3 separate regions of the Rattus norvegicus genome follow, and all the other regions are linked to region 2. Evidence: chromatin contacts called from public Hi-C data. All regions are on one chromosome and are shown on one strand. Each heading gives the region's core, a stretch centred on a gene start, on an enhancer-like site or on the middle of the called end of the contact. The rest is flanking DNA. Distances are from core to core; before and after follow the strand shown.

Region 1 (3,504 bases), core at 520-3,019, 550 kb before region 2:
CACTTATCTCTGCCGGGTCAGTTTTGTGAATTAAATGTGTGTTAGGTTTTTTTTTCCTTATCCTTGCAAGAACCATCTTCCTGTAAGCTGTAGTGACCAGGTGATTTCAGAGGCTAAGGAATCACATTAAAAAAGGAAAGTGGGGGTGGAGGGGAAGAGATAGAGGAAAGTGTGTGTGTGTGTGTGTGTGTGTGTGTGTGTGTGAGAGAGAGAGAGAGAGAGACAGAGACAGAGACAGAGACAGAGACAGAGACAGAGAGAGAAAGAAACAGATAAGAGAGGGGAAGAGAAAGGATGGGGAGAGAGAAGAGAGGGAGAGGAGAGAGAGGAAAGAGGGAGAGAGATGGGGAGAGAGAAGGGAAAGGGGGAGAGGAGGAGGAGAGAGAGAGAGGAAGGGGAAAAGAGAAGGAAAGAGAGAGGAGAGGGGATGCTGGGTCTTTGTCACTGTCATGGTGCAAGTTTGTTTCTCTAGTGGGGGATTTTCCAGGGGTCTCAGTGTTGTGGCTTTATGGGGTAAATTCAGTGGAAAGAGGCACACGTCCTGTGCAGAATGTCCTTTTAACTCTCTTCTGCTCCTCTGCGCTTTGCCTCTGAATACACAAAAACCTGTATTTGTGATTGCCAAGGGCCTTCTGCCGGGAGGGAGGACGCATTGTAAATCACTCTTTCACACCGGTTAACAGGGAGTGTCTCCTCGCCCCTAATTATGGTTTTGCTTTGAGTTGAGAAGGTTGTTTTTTGGGGGCAATAAATTCTGGTGTCAGTTAGCCTTCACTCTCTGCGAGTGAGCCCTCAGCCGGAAATTGGTGTTCTTAACAGTTGGACCTCTGGGGGTCTGGGAGGCTGTACAGCAAAAAAGACGGAGGCAGGGAGGGAGAGAGAGTGAGAGAGAGAGAAAGAGGAGACACAGGAGGGGAGAAAAGAGGAAGAAAGAGATAATAAAGGAGGAGGGGGAAGATAAAGAAGTTGACGGCTAGACTCTTTAATTTTTGTAATAGGAAATTTGAAAATTAGCAAAGGAACCTTGGTTCCTATCAAAATATCTTTTTTTTAAAAATTATTTATTATTCTATGTATATGCGTACACTGTAGCTATCTTCAGACACACCAGAAGAGGGCATCAGATCTCTTTACAGATGGTTGTGAGTCACCATGTGGTTGCTGGGAATTGAACTCAGGACCTCTGGAAGAGCAGTCAGTGCTCTTAACCGCTGAGCCATCTCTCCAGCCCAAAATATCTTATATTATGGAATTTTGGTGACTCATTACCCTGAGATTTTTGAAAAGTTTCAAAACTGTGTTAGCGTCGTGATTAACTACTTATCATGTTCTGTGTGTGTGTTTGTGTATGTGTGTGTGTGTATGTGCACGTGTGTGCATGTGTGTACCTATTCTACAAAGCTTCCACAACACAAACACACTCGAGTCGTTGTGTCACGTTGAGAAAGCTTCCCAGCTAGAAAATTCCAAGTAGAATAAGGAGTGAACTCTTCCACGGAGGTTGTTGACAGAAAACCTTCCTACCATCAGCTTCAACATTTCTGGGTCAGGCTATGATAAAAATAACCCTAACACTTGAAAACATATGATTTTTTTTGGAGTCCCCTCCGTGGTGGGTTTGACTTTAGCATTCTGACCCTTTGAGTACTCTGTGATGATGAATTATCTGGCAGTCTCTGCCGAAGAGTAGAGTCATTTGGTCAGATTTTAGCAATCCCAGGCTGTTACTAAAGCCCAATTGGTAAAGCCTGTTGCCAGGGTCAAGTGCTTGTCTGTGTCCCAGGGTATAGCTCTGGTCTTGTGCTTCCCGTGACACGAATCATGACACGAGTATATGGTACTAATCCAGCCACGTCCTTTTGTCCTGTTTTTGATTTATGTACAGGCCAGGCATGTGGGATCTGGCTGTCTTGACCTATGATATTTCCATGTGATCCAACTTGGAAGTTGTCCAAGTGAGCAGGAGGCCGGGGTGGAGGCGAGGGCATGCTCTCAAACAAACACATCCTGGTTTGGTTTCTGGCTCTGAATTTCTTTGCTGTGTCATCTTGGGCAAATTATTCTTTCATTTCTATATGAAACGGGCACAGGATGCCTACAAGAAGACAAGGCCTTTGGACCTAGCCTACATCCCGAGCTGGGACAAACCTCAAAACCTCTGCTTTGCAGATGACCTGGGGATGGGGGTTTGGTTTCTTCCCTGCCTTCTTTACTGCTACCCTGGTTCAGGTCACCAATAAATTCTCCTGGACTATCACATCAGTCTCTGAATCCAGCCCCTAACCCCTATTCCACATCAGGTAGAGCGATTTTCTAAAGATGTGCGCTGGAAACTCGAGGTCCATCCTGCTCATTCTGCATAAAACCGAAGAGCCCACCACGCCCTCAAAATCCCCATCTAAAACCACGTGTGTCGGCAGATGTTTACAAATCCAACCAGGAAGTAGAGTCTGGAGGATCAGAAGTTCAAGGCCAACTTCGGCTACCTTGTCTCAAAAAGAAGAAGTAAAAAAAAAAAAGAATTGAGTCCCTATTTAATTTTGTTCCTTCGTAATTCTCTGACCTGGCCTGTAAAGGCTTTGCTCCTGACGAGGCTAATGGAATCTCATGTTGTTCCCAGAACATCAGTAATGCTCCTGCCTCAGGGAACTGTACTTGCCCTCAACCCCATGCCTTTTCCCATCCCCAGAACTAACGCCTGTTCAGGTCTCCCACCATCATGAAGGTCTCTATCCTGACTTCCTTACCCAGTTCATATTTCTCAGCAGCCTGCACACTGTAGGGTGGTTGCCTCTAGCCTACCCTGGGATGCAGGTTGGACAAGAGCAGGGACCATGTGCTTCTTGCTGACTTCTGTATCTGTAGTACTTGGAAGAGTGTCTGGTAGATTATCAGAAAACCGCAAGTGACAATGACTGTTAGTAAACATGTATTTCTGTCTCATGGAATGAAGTCTAGGGGCAGCCATCCCCAGGCTAAAGTGGACATCTATAAAAATGATGAACCGGTCTTTCTTCTTGGCTGTTCCGTTCTCCTTCCACTGTCTCATGTGCTTCTCCTTGTGTCTCAGTAGGCATGGAGGGGCTGAACCATCTGCCTACATTGGTTTGCAGAATGAGACGTCAATCACGTATGGAATAAGAATAAGCGTCTGTAAGCCTGCAATTGAGGCTACCCAGGAGGGTGAGGCTGGAGGGGTCCAAGTTCAAGGTCTTCCTGGGCTACACAGCAAGTTCAAGGCCAGCCTGGGAAATTTAGTAAGATGCTGTTTCAAATAAACAGAAGGAGGAAAAGAAGTAAAAGAGGGCTGACTTAATGGTCAAGTGCTTGCCTAGCATGAATGAGACCCTAGATTCCATCTCCAATACCACAGACAAGAAGGAAAGAGTACACGTTTGCATATATTGTTAATTGAAGCTCAGTAACAGCATATAATCCCATCATCTGGAAGACGGAGGCAGGGGAATCCTAAATTTGAAGCTAGCCTGGGCCCTGGGCTACATA
Region 2 (3,605 bases), core at 352-2,851:
CAACATACATTAGGGAATGGGAGAGCATTCAGACCACAGTAGGCCTATAGGTTCAACTCTTCCTGAATGTTGGTATATCTGTGGCAACACATTCATGCTGGCTCTCACTCCTGGGGGAGTAATCTTGTGGGGTTTTCAATTCTCTTCCCATTGCTGGAGATCTCCCTTCTGGTGAAGGGGTCCTGGTGTGTGGTACTCACCTGCTCCCGGGGGAAGTTAGCATACCTGCGTTTTGCTGACTCTTAGAAACAAAGGCTGTTTAGCAACCCTCCCACCCCTCCCCTCCCAACTCCTCCCCAGTCCCATCTCCAACTTCTCTCACCGAAACAGGTAGCTGGTTCTGTGTGTCCACGGTTCCCAAAGTCCAGAACACACCTGTAAATCTCTCCAGGCGATTCTCTGGTATCCACCTACGTAGACTCTGTGCTGTTTCTTGCTGGTCTCTTCTAGATCTTTAGTTTGAAAATGAGGCATATCGACATCCTCCAAGCCAAACCCAAGACAGTCTCCACCTCTCCTGGGAGCATAGGCAGGAGGGAATAGAAATAGCCTGCCCAGTCAGGGTCCCAGCAAAAATTCCAGACTCAGTCAGATGCAAATGAATGTCAGGTTAAAGCAAACAATAGATATCTGGAAATTACCTGAGAGCGCTCAAAGGCTCTGCCCAAGTGACAGATCTGCTGCTGCCCCGTGGAATCCCAGATGTGTTTCCCTTCCCTGCGCCACATTTAGCAATGCAGCACCGATCCCCACTAATGTTGCCGTCTACCTCCCTCAGACCTAGTTCTCTCACATCACCTGAACTAGAGACAATCCTCAGAACACCCGTTTTAAAGTAAAAAACGCAGAGGGGCAGGCTTGTGCCTATGGAAGAGGGAAGCTTAGACAACAGGAAGGAGGCATATGACTCCCCCACAGGACAAGGAGAGTGGTGGGTGGTGGTTGGCGGGGGGGGGGGGGGGGGGGCGGGGACGGGGGAGTAGGCAGGCAGCCTTGAGGACTCTTAGGCCTCACAATAAATGAGGACGCCTGGCGCCTGCGGCGGGGTCAAATGGGGTCAGACAAGCTTATCCCTGCGCCTGGGAATTAAGGGTATCCTGAGGACAGCTGTAGAACAAGAGTCTCCAGGGTCCTCCCTTTCTAGGCAGGTCAGGAACCATGGAGGCAGGAACGCTATCAAGGTAGTGGCAGTGGTATTTCTCACCCATGGAAACGACGTCGAGCTCCGTGCAAAGCCCAGACGAGAGACAAAGAATAGCTGTCAGTGCTGTTCGCCTCCTCTAGAATCGATGCTTGGTGTACGGTCCCTAAAGCCAAAACCAAACCAAACACTCCTGGAAATATCAACAGACTTTGCATCTGTGACAGGTCCCCGAAACTGTTTCTCCGAGCTCGTGACAACAAATGCATGCCTTGCAAATCATCCCGGGACATCGGCGTTTCCCCCACCCCCTGCCTCCGTCTCGCCCCGGAGGACTCAAGGCCTGGGCGCATCTGCTGGAAGACTGGAAAACTTTTGCCAGGCTGGTCTTGCGCAGCCAGGGGCGTGTAGACACGCAGCACGGCACTGCCACCTTGTGGCCGGCGGCTGCATCGCGGACGACAGTTAGCAGCATCCAGCAGAGGCTAGGCAGCAGCGCACGTCCGCAGGAACGCACTAGGCTAGCAGGAGCAGGGGCGGAGCGTGCCGGAGCCGGTCACGTGGGTTAGCAACAGGCAGCAGCCAATGACAGCGCTAGTCAAGTGGCGCGTGCGCTTGGAGACTCCGGGAAGGCGTGGAAGGCTCTGCCTGCGCAGAGCAAGCTGGCTGGGGGAGTGGCTGGGGATGGTGGTTGGAGTTCCGACCTTGCTTTGGAGCTGGGGAACCAGATCTTTAGTAGAAACCCCCTGGGGGACAGCGAGTGAATGAGGAGATGGCAGAAGGGACGTGTCCTTGTCCTCCTGTGTCAGTCACTTGTTGCTTTACCAAAGCCTTAGCAACCAGTCTGTCCCCTAGATTCTTAGTGGGTTAAAACAGAATAAAGATACCCCTAGTCAGTGGCTCAATGCCATAAAACTTATTGCTACAAATGAGCATCAACACCTCACAGAGCCTAAAGGACTGGTCAGAGGAGGACAAAGCAGAGAAAGCCAGGAATTGGGTCACAGGGGGAAAAATGTTAACTTAGTTGGTTTTCATTTTCCCCAGTACAAAGAATGACTTTTGTGGTAATCCCACCGTGTTGACATAAACCAGCCCACCCTTGAACGCTGAGCTGACCACACTACACAATGTCGGATGGAGGGAATCAGAATGGCCTCTAACAAGCTCAGTCTCCAAGGGGTTCTCCTGGTTTTCAGGGCCAAGCACATTGTTTCTTGTGAATGGCCTCTCTCCCTCTCTCCCTTCTGATCATGGTTCCCCTTGCATATTGACCTCTCTGTAACAAATCCAGGATTGCCCCCCTGAGAACGTCTAACCCATTCCTGTACCTGAGGGCATTTTGAAGGACTAGAAGCTGTCACACTGTTGTCGGATGCTCTTACATAGGCAAAAATGGCCCAGCCTCCAGGATCCAGCCATCCTACTCGACTGGAGGGGTGACTTTCTAGTCGTGAATTTTATCTTCATTCAGGGTTAGATTGCCCCTGAGGGTGGTGGAAATGACCTACCTGTCAAGAGCAGGAAGCAGTTTAGGGGCTCTTCCAAGACTCTTCCTTGAGAGTAGCCCTGCCTTTCATCAACGTGGAGACCTCACTCTTTCCCAACACAGCATGTCAAGCTTGTGCCTATGAGAGAGGGAACTTGGTCAACTGGAAGGAGACATAAGACACGCACGCGCGCACACACACACACACACACACACACACACACACTGCACAAGAAGGGGGGAGGTAGCTAACCTTGAGAACTCTCCTATGTGTATGTTAACCCCTGAGTTTATCCATTACTTGATACAACAGGCCTTGTAGACCCACTAAGTCCTGTCCAGTAATTATATTTCTGCAAATCTGATTTATTTTTTAAGTACAGTACTCCGAAGATCCTGGCTGGTATGCACTTTGAGTCCATGAATATGTATTGAGTTCTAGGCAGCAGACACCACATAGCCACATGGGTACTAGAGGATACCATTGCAGCAAGAGAGAAACTGGCAAAGTGAGGCAGATTCCTGACATAAGTGAGGAGGGATCACCCTGCTGCCACAGCCAAGCCCTAAACCTCCTCTCCTACCCTGCTTCCTCCAACTCCCTGCTGTCTTCAGGTCTTCTTGGGCCTCCTTTGATCAGGGAACAACTGTCCCCATATTTAACAATTACAAACACCCTGAGAGTCAGAGGCCAGGGATCACAAAGAACAAAAGGCCCCACCTGGCTCCAACCTTAGCTCTAGCATTTGACAAAAATCCCCAACCTGCAGCACGTTCTGCCAGTCTGAACTTCGCTTTCTTCAGCTCTAATGTTCACTCGTAGGACCCCGAGGAATCTGTGTGGAATCCCAAGATTACTGCAAACACAATTTAAATTTCCCACGCTAAAGGACTGCTTCATGGGAGCTCCCATCTCTAAAACCCTAGAAGCGAAGATTTTCTGGGTCTGGATGTTTTTGTGATGGGGGTTGAGCC
Region 3 (3,421 bases), core at 582-3,081, 870 kb before region 2:
AAGGACCCTTTTTTTCTGGAAAAAGGAAAATGTGTTCTTTGCTCTAAAGCATATGTAGCTAACCACCGGATCACTCGAGTGCATATTTGGTTAATCCCCCGATTCCCCTCTATACTCCCTCCCCCCAAACTTACCAAAAAAAAGCCACTACACAAAACAAAAACACTCCCTATGCCAAGCAAAACGCTGCTATACTATGCACAAAACAAATGTAACCATTACAACCCATTTCAGAAACCCAGTTTACAGGACGAAATTATTCGTACTAACAGTTGCACTCACTCAAACACATACACTTTTACATGAGCTATGTTTTCCCCCTCAAACTAGAAACCATGATTTCTTTTTAGAATCAAAACCAGCCTCTTTATAAAAGTCAATACCAATAAATGCATTCCCTGTAACATAATTCCCAACTGGGTTATGTTGCAAACTAGATAAGCCAAAAACGGCCACATATATTAAATGTGCAAGATCGCCATAATCGTACTCTGAATTGCAACTTAAAGAGCTTCCAACACACACACCTTACACGATTTTCCAAATAACACTAATAACCGGCTCATTTGTATGCAAAGTGCAATATGGGGCCAAATCCTCCCGAGAATGCAGTTAGATCACTGCAGCCCCCCCCCCCCACACACACACACACAGAACCCCAACCTCCACCAAAACCCCTTGCCTTTCATCTAAAGTACATTAACGTTGTGTCATTCGAGGTCAATTTATATACTTGAGGTATCTGTACACCAGTCTGTTTTCTCAACCAAACTAGGCAGACACGACTTTGCCTGAAAAGCCCTTTCGGAAAAAGAAAGAGCCTTATCGGACGCTACGTTTAGAACCTTTCAGCTGCAGAATTATCTATAAACTTGACATTCACAGCCATCGCTTAAAACTGCAAGCCAAAGGATGTGTTGTTAGGAGCACTTACGTATTTCTTCTGAATGATATTCCTCTTGGGTCTTTCCTTGCTCATTCTGAGATCCAAATGCTGATTGCAAAAGGGGACAATTGCTTCATGAATTTAAAGCCGTCAGAAATTTGCAAAAAAATATCCTGGTGGTTTTTATTGTTGGTGGTGGTGGTTGATCTTGTAATCCGACTTTTCTTCCTCTTCCCCCAAAGCCAGATTCGCCTTGAAATAAATCCGAAATTGAGAAGGATAAAAGAAAAAAAATAAAAAGAGCCAAAGACGAACGAAGCAAACAAGAAAAATTCACTTTAGTAAAACACTCATAATGGAAAATTTCCCCCGAAACATACAACAGACACAAAAAAAAAGAAAAAAAGAAAAAAAAACCGACGCCCTTCACTCCCCCCCTTTTTCTTCCAAAAACTACATCAGCGAAACGTGAAGGTCCTTAGCATCTGATCTGTAGTTACATCTTGAAAAAGAAAAAGGAAAGATAAATTTAAAACGTTGGAAGTCACGTTTGTGCTGCAGCAGCAGTGCGAGCAGAAGAGTCAACTCCAGCGGCGGCGGCGGCGGCGGCAGCACCACAGCGGAGGGCTCGCCGAGTCTCTTTTTTCCAAGCCCCCTAACCAATGAGAGAGAGGCTATCCAGCCCAACTTTAAATGGACTCTGCTTTTATACAAGTTAGGGCTCCTCGGCTAATTCGCCATCTCTCGCCAGCCGAAAACTCCCACAGCTGAGCCCCCGCACGCCTGCCTACCCTTTGCCCACAAACCCTGGCCCAGTGCAGAGAACTCCCGCAGCCCCGTCGACGAGACCCCGGAGAGGCCTCAGCGAATCCTTTGCGGGCCGCCCGTCAGGCGCCTCTCCCATGCCGAGCCCAGTCCTGGAATTGAGAGAGGCTCCCTAGCTCAATGCATGGCACGCTCGGTCGCTCCACCTCAGCCCCTTTCCCCCCGGCAGTCCGCTCACCCAACAGTCGCCGCATGCAAGCCTTCGCCACTGCCCTCACGTCTACCTGCAGCCGGGCAGCAGGGTACCACTGCCCCAGGACGCCCGGCCCGGGGGAGAGCCGCCTATTCCCGGGGCACCTTAGAATAGTCCCCTTGATCTTCTGGAAGTTGTAGTCCCTTGACTACAAAATGGCTATGGCCACGGAAGCTAAGAACTACAATTCCCAGCGTGCCCCACACCTCCTGTCACTCAACTCCCTTCCCTGAGGTCTCCCCCTCCCCCTTCCCCAGCCCTGCCAACAAACGCTTGGACGTGTCCCGCGTGCGACACTGCTAGAGGGTGGCTCGGGATTGGCCCGCGGAGCGTGTGGTCCGGGAGCGAGGAACTCCCCACGCCGGCCCGCCCCCAGTCCCCTCCCCGCGGGCCGCCGGCCCGGCCCCGCGCGCCCCGCCCCCACCCCGGGCGCGAACCGCCTGTGGAATCGAGGAATCGCGCGCGAGAGCGCGCCGCGGGCCCGCGAGGGAAAGCCGCCAGGCTTCCCCGGGGAAGGCCTCGGAGCGTGGCGGCGCGGGGGGCGGTGTCAGCGAGGGCTTGGAGCGGGTCCTAAGCAAAAAAAAAAAAAAAAAAAAACTGGGCCACGCACCAAGAGGAATCCTCGGTGCGAACTCGCTGATCGGCGGCGTCTGCTGCTTCTGCCGTTGCAGGCGGTGTCACCTCAGGACAGCGCCCGTGTGCCGAGCAAACGCCGCGCGGCCGGCCGGGGTGGTCCGAGGTCACGGCTTAACGCCGGCCGGCGGCCGCACGCGAGCCCACGCGCGGAGCGGAAGGGAGGGCAGCCTCTGGGCTAGGCACGCGGCCTCGTGGTCGCCAGCCCGCGTATCTCCGGCCGGCGCGACACTAGGCCAGCGCTGGTGGCTCGGAGGTGAAGCCCCGCCGTCTCTGAAGACGGTTAAGGGGGTCTTTACCCTCAAGACTAGGGCTGTCCGCGAGTGAGACTCAAACGCTGAGGTGAAAACATCCGCGGAATATGGAGACCGAACCACACACAGGCCGACCGTAAGGAAACGTCTCGAACACTGAGTGCCCAAAAGACCAACGGTCTGTGCCCCACAGCCTTACCTGCCCCAGCCCCTGCCCAGGCTCGCCAGTCGCTCAGATCAATGGATCGCAGGCCCTGCTGTCGCTCTCTGGGGCATTCGCACTCGCAGTAACTTTATCAAGTCTCACGGCAGCTTCTGCGCTAATTTCCTGGTTCTAACCTATGGTCTTCAAGGTCCTGTTTTTCAAATCTGACTGGCTAGCCTCAGGAAAAAACGAAAAGGCTGGAGCCTCTCCCCTCCACCTGCATGCACATTGTATTCTTCCTCCGGTTCCCGGCAGTTCAGCACTCGAGTCACGACCACTGCGTATTAGTTGCAACAGTCGTGGTGTCTAGAAAGTTCCAAAAAAGCGAGTTAACACCTATGGGTTCAAATGGCACAGTGACCACTTCAGACAAGTAAGCAATGGCTTTCCGAAGCTTCTCACAGTTTCCACATCTACAAGTTGAC

The links. A called contact is a pair of places that touch in the nucleus more often than the background predicts.
Region 1: a contact with region 2 is called in a Hi-C map of liver, with 3 times the contacts expected there. The contact joins two enhancer-like sites. A contact is called at or near these places in 3 of 12 Hi-C or Micro-C datasets (Schwann cells, kidney and liver).
Region 3: a Hi-C map of liver shows a contact between it and region 2, with 3 times the contacts expected there. The contact joins the promoter of Jarid2l1 here to the enhancer-like site in region 2. A contact is called at or near these places in 5 of 12 Hi-C or Micro-C datasets (Schwann cells, frontal cortex, kidney and 2 more) and 1 of 1 datasets of contacts at active chromatin or transcription factors (oligodendrocytes).

The regions. Positions count from the first base shown.
Region 1 is chr17:20,483,497-20,487,000 of GRCr8, forward strand. All of the region lies in intron 1 of LOC108348536 (a long non-coding RNA gene), which reads left to right. Among named protein-coding and RNA genes, the nearest start is that of RGD1596092, 280 kb to the right of the region's middle. Within about 2 kb of position 1,770, at least 3 of the 93 cell types and tissues checked have an H3K27ac peak or open chromatin away from gene starts, as enhancers often do. A contact at or near this core is called in liver, where this site is marked.
Region 2 is chr17:21,033,305-21,036,909 of GRCr8, forward strand. It overlaps LOC102551899 (a long non-coding RNA gene), which reads right to left. Exons shown (of 4, transcript XR_010059143.1): 2 at 2,653-2,769; 3 at 323-1,307. Among named protein-coding and RNA genes, the nearest start is that of Cd83, 78 kb to the right of the region's middle. Within about 2 kb of position 1,602, at least 52 of the 93 cell types and tissues checked have an H3K27ac peak or open chromatin away from gene starts, as enhancers often do. A contact at or near this core is called in kidney and liver, where this site is marked.
Region 3 is chr17:20,160,467-20,163,887 of GRCr8, forward strand. Jarid2l1 (jumonji and AT-rich interaction domain containing 2 like 1) reads left to right here and starts at 1,832. Exons shown (of 3, transcript XM_063276985.1): 1 at 1,832-1,953; 2 at 2,210-3,421. The coding sequence starts at 1,832. The coding sequence ends at 2,864. Jarid2 (jumonji and AT-rich interaction domain containing 2) reads right to left here and starts at 1,504. Exons shown (of 18, transcript NM_001427247.1): 1 at 935-1,504. The coding sequence starts at 979.